Linked DNA regions of Danio rerio: region 2 is linked to region 1. A link is a contact called in public Hi-C data. All regions are on one chromosome and are shown on one strand. The core of a region is the stretch at or near the end of the contact, and the rest is flanking DNA. Distances in the headings are between cores, read along the strand shown. Region 1 holds the start of nufip2 (nuclear FMR1 interacting protein 2). Region 2 holds the start of mrps23 (mitochondrial ribosomal protein S23).

Region 1 (6,337 bases), core at 3,740-6,239:
TCTAGTCTTTTTTATTTTATTTTTTGTTGTCAGCATGGTGGTGCAGTGGGCAACAAAATCGCCTCACAGCAAAAAGGTTGCTGGTTTAAACCCAGCTGAGTCGGCTGGTATGGAGTTTGTTTGTTCTCCCCGTGTTCAAGTGTGTGTGTTTCTTTTTGGTTATTCTTGAAAAATGCATTAAAATATAATTAGTTTTTAAAAAAAAATTAGACAGTAAGTCTCTAATATTTCAATTAGGCATCGGACGATAACCTCTTTCAAGGTATACCGCGGTTTGGAAAAGTCAATGTTTTAAAAAAGTACATTTTTATATATATATATATATATATATATATATATATATATATATATATATATATATATATATATATATATATATATATATATATATATATATATATATATATATATATATTTAAAATTGTAACGTTTAAAATTGTAAAGATATCTGCATTTTTATAACTACTGAAGACAGCAGAAGTCAATAATTCATTTGTATAATTTAGCCTGACATGTTTACAGCACCAAAATATTTGAAATATTTCTCAAAATAAAATATATTATATTCAATTGGGAAAAAAGTTTTTTGGTTTTATCCAGACTTTTTAAAAGAACATATTTTAGAGCAGTTATCACTATACCGTGATACAGTGATATTTTTTTCTAAAGTTATCATACCACCAAAATCTTATATCAGCCCATGCCTAGTTTCAACTACCTTTTGTAAAAATATAAATACAAGTCAAATCATGTTACATCCATCCCTATTCAGTGTAACATATATGCTTGTAAAAATAACATTTACCTCATAAAATATAAATCCAATAAATGATCACAAAAAAAAGGTTATTAAATATGAAATTATTAAAAATGTCTTGCTAACAAATTTCCAAAACAGTCTTGTTAACAGACTTGTGAAAAAGAATATTTAACACGAAAATTGATTAATATTTTGAGTTTTTTTATAAACTGTTATACCAAAATAAATTTTATCTTATTTTATTTATTTTGTCTATAAATCATTAAAAACAGTAATTATTGTATCAGAAATAGAGAATAAATAAAAAAATAAAACTGAACACATTGTAATGTACCAGCCAAATAAAAAATTGATTACTTTTGGGTGTAATTTCCATCCCTGAGTTTACCGAAAATATCTGACTGCACATTTATGAAACATTTTCCATTATTTATTTGCTTTGAAACATATTAAACTCATAACCTTTTATTATCAGCTATGATAGTCCACGAGATTCATAGAAAGACACATTGCGACATGCTCAGCCATAAAAGGTGTTTTGAATAGACTATTAAAACTGCTTTTAAAAGTCATGGCAGTGTCTGACAAACACTGTAATCATGCCTCAACTCTACGTGCTATAATTGGAGCTGTTTTGCTCAAAGGTTCACCAATGTCAATTACGCAAGCAGCACTGAAGAATTCTTCATACAAACATCATAACAGAAGTGAGTAAAAAAAAAAAGAAATAGTTTACAGAGATTGCAAAAGGCTCAGAACACCAGTATCCTCTACTTTGGTTTCAGCTGAACGAGGAACTTTCTTTTTCTTTCAACAAGTACTGACACACATGAACAGGGGATCAGGAGTTCAGTCAGGAGTTCACAGAGGTTGCCGTCCATGTCAGTCTATCTTGAGAAATATGACCCTTCAAAGCATACGAACAATCTAAAGATAGCTGAAGAATTTTCCCTGTTTTATGATTATGAACTGAATTCCAGATCCAGACAATTAGAAAATACATCATATTATACTGTACATTTTAAACTTTAATTTTTTTTTTTTATGATTCTATGTTGTATGTTATTCTGTGTCTATGTTTAAAGATATTTTGAGTAAAATTTAAACCGAAATTGATCTAACAGTACATATATGAAGCTATATTTAATATAAGCACGCTAAAGATCCTCATAACTGTGTTTGTCTGCCACCCTCTGGTTAATTTAAGGGAATGCATGGAATTTTAACTATAAATTTACAAATTGGAATCTTCACAAGGTGGAAAAACCTACAAGCAACAATGCATTAAAGTTTGATGTAAACTGTAAGTTGATCTATTCAAATGTTTGGGTCAAACAGTAAAATTGAGAAATATTATTACCATTTTTTTGTAGCTTTTCTGTTTTAATACTATATTTAAGCTTGCAGTGAGAGTGGACGATTGTAATTCAAACAAATGGCGGTAAGGCTCAGCATGTTGTAATTTGAAGAAAAATAAAAATCCACTACACTAAAATGCAGCACTCCATACGCAGACTTAAGCCTTATTTACAATGTTTTCGTTCAGATTTACTGATATGTTTCATAGATTGTATGTAAAAAAAAAAAAAAAAAAAGAGAAAGATTGTATTTACTAATTAAAGTTTCAAATATTTTGTAACTTTGCAATCTTTAGATCAGGATTTTTAAAAATATGTCTGTCCATTATATGTTCAAAATCTGTAACGGAAATTAAATCTCCAGTAATGCTGATTTAACTTTTTTATATTAAAAATATATTGATGTACTAAAATATTGATGAAACAATTTCATATGCAGTATATACAGATCTTGAAGTTCTTGAGCATATAGCAGATGGAAAAATTCAGATTGAGACGTGGAGTGATGAGGAAGATGAAGATAAAGTTTATTACAAACAAGACATCTATACAACAAAAACCTCGTGCTTGTGATTTTGAAAAAGATTACACCAGCAATAATATATATATATATATATATATATATATATATATATATATATATATATATATATATATATATATATATATATATATATATATTATTGTATTCAATGTTGGTGTAATGTTTGGGAAATACAACTGTTCTGACCTGATGTCCATTGACCATAATAAATGTAATTTTTGATTTATACAGGGCTTAACATTAATGATTATTTCTAATGGTCTTTTAGACCAATGGATTTTTGCTTGCAACCATATGTAATTATTTCTTAGTAACATACTTTAATTTGTCAAAACAAGAAAACTGTAGTTGTACACATGTTATTCAACATAATATTCCGTTTTGACAAGTACATAACCTAAAGGAATATATTGCTTACTTATTATCATGAGGATGATCGTGTAGCTTCATTTGGCAAGGGAAAATTAATACCTGTTTAAAAATTATTTAGGGCACATAACACAACATTTCAATGAATTTAAGACTCTTTAAGGACTAAAATTTAGTTTTTGAAATGTAAGACTTTTTAAGACCCTGCAGATACCCTGTTAAACGGTGTTGAATTTTTATTGTTATATATTGGTCTCATTTATAGGAGCCTCAAGAACTGTGAAAACATAATTTTACATTTTTACGTAAATTGGAACATAATTCAAGTCTGAAGGGGATAATTAATTACATTTAGGTATTTTTATGCGTTTTGACTTGATTCACTTAAATGTTAGTACATAGTAGTTAACAACACTTAGTTTACCATATCACCCTAAAGACACGAACACACACGTTTTACTCAACACAATTTTCACTGTCAGCAAGGACTCAGGGGAAACTGAATGATTAAATCTCAAAGATGATCACGTCCTCATTCCAATTAACTGTCAGCATTTCCTGGGAGAGAGAGCAGAACCTGGCCCAGATCTACAGTCTACCCCCACACCGCAGTTCAAGCAGAGCTGGTCCAAAGTGCAGCAGATGGAGTTTAAATAGGCAATTGCTTTTGATAAGCAGAGGTTGGTGGTTTATTATATATATACCTGAAACAGGAAAATAGACAAAAACTGCACTGTTCAAATTGTCAGATCTCAGTTGTTGATCAGATCCAACATTGTCCAACAACTGCATTGTTTGGCTACACAGTATATGTCTGAACTAGGTACTCCCCTTCACGTGACCTCCGTTCCTCTGACTCTGGTCTTTTAAGAGTCCCCTCCACTCGTCTGTGCTCTATGGGTGACTGGGCTTTCGCATCTCTGGCTCTGAGGCTCTGGAACTCTCTCCCCTATGACATTAGACACGCTGAATCTTTTAATTTGTTTAAATCATCCTTGAAAACTCACTACTTTACACCCACCAACTCATGAGGTGTGCATTCTTGGTTTGTTTTATGTTTTAAGATATTTGAATGTTTTAGCATTTGTGAATGTTTTATCTTGAATGATTCAATTTTAATATTATTCTAAACTGTTTTATTTCTGTAACTTTTTTGTCTAAACCCCTTTGAAAATTAAGTTTTAAAGGCGCTATATAATAATAAATTATTATTCAATAGGATAAGAGTTATATTTCTATAGAACAAACTATTGATTTTATATTTTTGCATTTATGAGGAAAAAGCTTCGTTATAAATGTGGCAGACTTGAAACTGCCAGATAGATAGATAGATAGATAGATAGATAGATAGATAGATAGATAGATAGATAGATAGATAGATAGATAGATAGATAGATAGATAGATAGATAGATAGATAGATAGATAGATAGATAGATAGATAGATAGATAGATAGATAGATAGATAGATAGATAGATAGATAGATAGATAGATAGATAGATAGAATAGAATAGAATAGAATAGAACTACTCTTCAAGTCCAAACAGAACCAGAATGTGAACAGTGCTTAGATGTTTAATGCATTACTAAGATTAAACGCGCAAAGGATACCAAGTCTTGTCCAGTGGTTTGTCCAAAAAATGTCTCGCTTATAAGACACACACCCACTGACAGAGAGGAGCACCAAGCAAATCAAAGCACAAAACAAATTCCAATCACTTAAGGCTTAAATTCCCCAGCAGAACACAACACAACAACAAACGCAAACAGAACTGACACAGCATAGGAGCGATTGCACGAGTTCGCGTGACAGCTTCCTGTGGCCTTGACTGGGAAGCATCCACGCCTTGTATATCGCGACGCACGAAACACCGCCCGCCTCTCGCTGGCACCCCCAAACGCAGGCGGTGATTGGGCAGTGCAAATGTCTCAACTCCCCTCGTCCGCCGAGCACCGGTTGAGCACATTCTGTCACTTGCGCTAGCGTTAAATGGAGGAACGTCCCTGCGAAGGGGCAATCGGAGTATTTATCAGCCATGGAGCAGAGAACAGCCCTGATCGATCGAACATATCGGTAAACAATGATCAGAACCACAGTCAGTTCAAGAACGAGAAAACGCAGACGAAGAAAACAGGTTGGTAAACCAGCAGCGCTCGTTGTGTTTTTCTTTGACAAGCTTCAAATGTACGCGTTTACCTCATCGCAGCTTAAACTGAGTGTAATGCGTTGTATTTTATGCTGACCGCACTGTTTGGAATAGTTACAAACAACGTTAGCCGCAAAGCTAGTTAGCGTGAAGGGACATTGACCTTGTGCACCGGTCTCTCGGCACGCATTACACATTTCTCATATACAAAATTAATTCCCAAACATACCTCTCCATTTGGGCCGTTTTAAAGAGCAAAGCGTCCATCAGAAATCAGCATAGCCAGTTAGCTCTGCCCCGTCGCTGCCACAGCAACATGAACCGGCTCCTGTGGAATGTTCCTGCTCGTAGCTTAAGCTTGTTCTGTTATTTCCTGTCCGCCATGATGGACGGCCAAATCTCAGAAACTTCACCGCTACCCGTTTATCTTGCAAAACCGAATGTTTTGGCCAAACTGTTTGGAGAGCGTCGTTAGCTCTGTTCGCTTTTGATGCCCGGGTCATTATTAGTGTTGCTGAGGGGTGTTTGTTTCTGCAGTTTAGCTGGAAACGAGGCCTATTGCTCTTTGACAGTCATGTGAGTGGGCCTGGCAGAGACTGGGCTCGCGCTTACCGCTGATTCCAACTCGGCACCAAGTGGCCTGAATAGAACGCGACGGAAAATTCTATACCCGTTCAAACACAAACGTTCCAGAACCCTAAATAGAAGCAGTCGGAAAATCCTATACATAAACGGCCAACGTGCGCGAGTCTGCGTGTACACCCACATAATCAATTTCAAACAATTAACATTTGCCTTCACTTATTGTGAAGTGTATTTTCTTGACTATTTATCATTGATAATCCTTGTATGAAACACCACAAGTAAGCGCCCCATGCCACGACAAATGCTTTTAACTTATGTTGAATGTTTGATATTAATCAAAAGTGACACTATTTATTTAGCGTATTTTACTCATCGCTTAGTGTTGGAATGCACAACCGGACTTTGTGTTGGACCGTGGCAACGTTTGATGTGGAGCCAGTGTGGAACGGCTCTGTTAGCTATTGTGACATGGAAACTGTGCTACACCGCTACATGTCGCATAAATCGATCATAATTGATGGATAAAACGTCTTGTAACTCCTTTTCCAATGTGTATTTGTAGTTGTCACTTTACA
Region 2 (5,645 bases), core at 1,485-3,984, 220 kb after region 1:
TCAAGCAAAATAATCTGCCAATGGGGTAAGCAAAATAATTTTGTTTTTCGATTTGTGATAAGATTATTTTGCTATTTTTTGACTAGAAACAATACAAAAAAATCTAAGTAAGAACAGCATTTTTTGCAATGATAGAAGCATACTACATTTATAGTACATTCATTCATTCATTCATTCATTCATTTTTGGCTTAGTCCCTTTATTAATCCAATGTCGCCATAATGAAAGGAACTACCAACTTATCCAGCACGTTTTTATGCAGCGGATGCCCTTCCAGCCGCAATCCATCTCTGGAAAACTCTACACACACACTCATTCACACTCATACACTATGGACAATTTAGCTTACCCAATTCACCTGTACCACATGTCATTGGACTGTGGGGGAAACCAGAGCACCCAGAGGAAACCCATGCGAACGCAGGGAGAACATGCAAACTCCACATAGAAACACAACTGACCTAGCCGAGGCTCGAAACAGCAACCTTTATGCTGTGAGGTGACAGCACAACGTACTGCGCCACTGCGTCACCCTATTTATAGAACATACTACATTTTATTTTATTTTATTTCTTAATGATTAAAAGTGTCCTGGTTTATTGGTTTGAAGGATTAAGGCAAAGTTTAATGATTTAAACCATTAATTATGACTTTTAGTATTCAATATGTTGTCAAATTACTTTTATGATCTTTTATAAATGATTGAACAAAATAAATTATTACTTTTTTATTATTTATTATCTTATTATTATTATTATTATTATTATTATTATTATTATTTAATAAAACAGGAAACTTTCTAAATTAAAATTTAAAGCTTTCTTTTAATGATTTAATTTTTTTTAATTGGCTGCTGACACTCTCAGATAGTCACATGTCATTGCTAGTAGATACTGTTATCCTGCATTTATTTCTGCACTCTTGCTCCAGGTTTATGTCCAAGATATCTTGCGAGAGCAATTAAATGACAAGATTTTTGAGGTTCTGCACCACAACTCAGGACATGTGTACGTCTGTGGAGGGGTGAACATGGCCTGCGATGTAGCTGCTACTGTCAAGGAGATCCTAGTCAATCAGATGGGCATCACTGTTGCTCAGGCTGAGGAGTATCTGTCAAGGCTCAAGGTCAACCACCAACATGACAACACAATTTAGAGCAAATGTCTAACAGCATTTGTGTTTAGGAGTTTTCCTCAAATTAAGAAAATTAAAATCTTAATGTTTTTTTTATCTGTAAAGATATGTGTACACTAATTATTTTGTTATGCATTTTTTTTTATCACAGAATGAAAAACGGTACCATGAGGACATCTTCGGATACTAGTGCTCAAGATCACCTGGACCATTTAGATTTTTTTCAAAACCCAGATACACCAAAAAGAAGAATGTTTAATCCTGTAATTCTTTAATTTTATGCATCTTGTTTGTAAGAAATGGACTCTTTTATCAAGACTTCTGACATTCATCGGTCATCTGCATCTTAAATCCTTGAAAGTTTTTAATAATTAGATTTTTTTAATGTATAAAAATTTATATGTATTTATGTATGTATGTTATCTTTGCATCAAATTACAAAAAACAAATTACTACTAATGGCGACGCAGTGCTCCTGTTTCCCCCACAGTCTAACGACATGCGGTATAGGTGAATTGGATAAAGCTAAATTGGCCGTAGTGTATATGAGTAAATGAGTGTGTATGGATGTTTCCCAGAAATGCGTTGCAGCTGGTATGACATTTGCTGCGTAAAACATGTGCTGGATAAGTTGGCGGATCAATCCGCTGTGGCGACCCCAGATTAATAAAGGGACTAAGCCAAAAAAAAAAAGAATGATTTTTGAGATGTGCTTTTGTGAGATGTGTCTAATGCAGCGTCTATGGGGCAGGACAGTCATTCCTCTGGCTGTCGTCATCAGTTTCACACTATTTTTTTTCCTTTTTCTGAAAGTCTTGATAACACCATTGTTTTTCTTTTATTATTTCAGCAAACAAGATTTAAATATATATATATATATATATATATATATATATATATATATATATATATATATATATATATATATATATATATATATTGTACTTTCCCATTCACTGCGCTCTAAGTTTACCCGACAAAGATGACTTGAGCTGCTGAGAAACCTGGAAATGTAAAAAGGGTCCATAAGTAAATCTGAAACACCACTCGCTTAATAATTTTTTTTGGCAAGTTCCTGATCTGTCAGGGCTCGCCACAGTGGAATGAACCGCCAATTACTTTTATGTTTCATGTGTTAGATACTGTTCCAGCCTCAACCCAGCACTGAGAGTACACTAACTCCTGAGCCCACAGTGCAAATAAACATCACGCAATAAAACACTTTACCCGAAGCAGAAATTTCATAAATTCCCATAAAACACATCAATCCATTATCGGTCGAATTTTATTTTGCCCTTGTTTGTTTAAAAACCAATGCATCTAGTTTGTGTTTGTCAATCAAAATCCTTTTTTCTTAGCTGCATTTTTAACTGTGATGATGGCTTACCTTAAGCTACATATAAATCCCCAGATATTTACTTCTGTAGCTCATACTTTCTTAGATATAAAGTGTTATGTAAATCTGTAATTGGAATTTTTATTTCATGGCAAATTCTGTATTTTGTAATAAAGTAATTATAACATAACTACAAGACAGGTTTTTTTTTTTTTACCTTCGCTTTCGTCTAGTTTGTCTTTGATGGGGATCCATAGTAACACCGGAAGCACTGTATCGCTGCAGCAAAGAGCGTTTCTGTTACTGTCACGTTTTTTTTGATTTTCCAATTATTTATTGTCGTCTAAATAAATTTTTATAATCAAATACATACATTATGGCTGGAAGTCGACTTGAAAAGTTCGGGACTGTATTTACAAGGTAAGCGCCAATGACAGCATGTGCTTCTTCAGATCACTTCAAGGTTAATGGAATGTAAAATACGTTTTAAAACAAGCTGAATTCTAAAGTGTAACAGTTAGTATATTAATCATTTCATAATGCCAATAACGCTTATTTAATCTAAATAAATAATAGCTTTATGTGTGTAACGTTATGTTTGTTTGTTAAAATGACCGTTCGGCTTTATAAAGAGATTTACATACTATTTTATTTGACATTTGTTAATTTGTCATACATTTTACCTAAATGAGTCCAATTTCTGGAGATTTATATAAGCATTTAAGTCTGATTTCTTGAATATTGCTGATGAGATGCAGTTTGTATTGTGAAGCTGAATGATTGGATGCTTGTTTGTAAAGGGTTCGTGATTTATTGCGAGCTGGAGTGCTCAAGCCTGAGGAAAAACCCATCTGGTATGATGTTTATGCAGCTTTTCCTCCGAAGAAAGAACCTCTCTATCAGAAACCCCGCAGACCAAGGGTTCCAGCAGCAGACCCTGTACCTCAGCTCTTCTACAAGGAGGATGAGATCCGAGCGTAGGTCCAAATAAACCGGTTTTTACCCTAATAGCTAATTTTAAGTTTAACAGCCATTTGAATACACTAACTTTGTCATAACTGTATTGCTTTCCCATTGGCCATTGTTTAGCTTTGCACTGCGTTCTTACTGAAGAGTTTTTGTCTTGTTTCCAAATGTCTAAAAATTCTGGCTATATCAAGTAGCATAAACTATTGTCTTATTTTCAAAAATAATATGCCACAATTCAGTGAGTTTTCCCTTAAAACAAGCAAAATAATCTTGTTTTTCATTATGGCATAAGATTATTTTGCTTGTTTTAAGGATAAACAAGACTCTAATTTTGTTTGTCTAAAATGCTTTTTGATTCTTAGAATTTTCAGATATTTAGACAAGAAACAAGACACAAAATCTTAGTAAGAAAAGCTTTTTTCTTTTTTTTTTCTTTCTTTTTTTCTTTTTTGCATTTTGACATTCACTCTTTGCCATTCTTTTGTATTTTTTAAGTTGATTTGGAGCTTGGGTCATAAAGGGGACTGGCATCAGCAAAAAATGAATGCTATAACCAAAGATTCATAGATAAATTGATTAAGTATTTAAAGCCATTTATGTTACACATGCAAACACTCAGGCATGCATACAAAACAATATATGTAACAGTCAGACATGTAAATTATTGCTGCCTGAGTAAATATAAGGACTTTATTTAAAACTTTTCACATAAACAGACACAAACCTTCTAACTGAATCAGTTTTAACTTTTTTTTTTTTTTTTTTGGTGAATAAAAGTGATTTATTGGTATTTTTGTAATTTTGTTAAGTGGTTTTGTATTGATAATACATTATAACAATGGTTTTATATATACAGCCCTTCTGTAAGTTTTTAATTCTTTTTCAAATGTAAATGCTATGACCACTGTAGTGTAAACCCTATACTCCACACCCTAAATTTGATTTTGATAGCAATTTAATAGCAATTTAATAATGTGCTCATTTAGTAAAGCTGCTAGTGAATGGTGCTATACAAATAAACTTGAATTTCCCAGGTGCTAGTGCTTATAGATTTAATAAAGAGTTTCTAATAACTTATTTCTTTTGTCTGCCATGATGACAGTAAATAATATTTAGCCAGTTACTAGTATTCTGTTTAAAGTGCAATTTAAAGGCCTTATTAGGTTAATTTGGCAAGCTAGATTAATTAGACAAGTGTTTGGACAACAGTTTGTTCTGTAGCCAATCAAGAAAAAAAAGAAATCTTTTGGTGGCTAGAATTGTTCATACTAAAAATACACACAAAACATTGATATAGGGCGAAGCAGTGGCGCAGTAGGTTGTGCTGTCGCCTCACAGGAAGAAGGTCGCTGGTTCGAGCCTCGGCTCAGTTTGTGTTTCTGTGTGGAGTTTGCATATTTTCCCTGCATTCGCGTGGGTTTCCCCCACAGTCCAAAGACATGTGGTACTGGTGAATTGGGTAGGCTAAATTGGCCGTAGTGTATGAGTTTGTGTGTGGATGTTTTCCAGAGATGGGTTGCGGCTGGAACGGCATCCGCTGCGTAAAAACTTGCTGGATAAATTGGCGGTTCATTCCGCTGTGGCGACCCTGTATTAATAAAGGGACTAAGCCGATAAGAAAATGAATGAATATTGATATATTGGGGTACATTTAAATAATTTATAAAATTTTACTTAAACCTAGAATGACATGCAACATATGTATAACTTAAAGTAAGTATGAATCCATTCATGTACAATTATGCAAAATGCTTAAATGTGATGGGGAACATTTGATTTGATTCAACTTTTTGTTGACATTTTCTGTTGTTTCACGCATTTTCATCATATTATTGTTTTTAAAAAGTGTATGAGAGATTCACAGTAAATATCCAATAAAGCATAATTAATCTACAATTGCTGTATACTAAAGATTTTGTACAAATAAATGAGAAGAATAATAATGATATGCCTCAGTGTCTAGTTTCCTTCCAGTGAAAGTGGCAACACTTGGAGCCAGTCACATATTTTTACTATCGGAGCTTTAAAAATGATGCTGTTCACAACCAATTTATAACCAACAGAGTTGACCAGGACATAAGAACAAACACAAATTTCTTTTTTAATTACAGAAATGACAAATAATACAGAAAATGTTTGTTTCATGCAAATATTTATTCAGCTTAGAAGAGTAAACGCACACAAAAAAGATGAAAATTACACTTAA

Evidence for each region. Hi-C and Micro-C count contacts between places; a contact is called where the count stands out from the background.
Region 2: a Hi-C map of an unstated tissue shows a contact between it and region 1, with 4 times the contacts expected there. The contact joins the promoter of mrps23 here to the promoter of nufip2 in region 1. A contact is called at or near these places in 6 of 18 Hi-C or Micro-C datasets (caudal fin, embryo, hematopoietic stem cells and 1 more) and 2 of 4 datasets of contacts at active chromatin or transcription factors (caudal fin and embryo).

What each region holds. Positions count from the first base shown.
Region 1 is chr15:32,716,389-32,722,725 of GRCz12tu, forward strand. It overlaps nufip2 (nuclear FMR1 interacting protein 2), which reads left to right and starts at 4,990. Exons shown (of 4, transcript XM_002664642.7): 1 at 4,990-5,165. The coding sequence starts at 5,021. LOC141377866 (a long non-coding RNA gene) reads right to left here and starts at 5,531. Exons shown (of 5, transcript XR_012390913.1): 1 at 5,407-5,531.
Region 2 is chr15:32,941,946-32,947,590 of GRCz12tu, forward strand. mrps23 (mitochondrial ribosomal protein S23) reads left to right here and starts at 2,735. Exons shown (of 5, transcript NM_001003615.1): 1 at 2,735-2,890; 2 at 3,271-3,447. The coding sequence starts at 2,847. All of the region lies in intron 1 of LOC137487766 (a long non-coding RNA gene), which reads right to left. nos2b (nitric oxide synthase 2b, inducible) reads left to right here. Exons shown (of 26, transcript NM_001113501.1): 25 at 931-1,125; 26 at 1,286-1,330. The coding sequence ends at 1,324.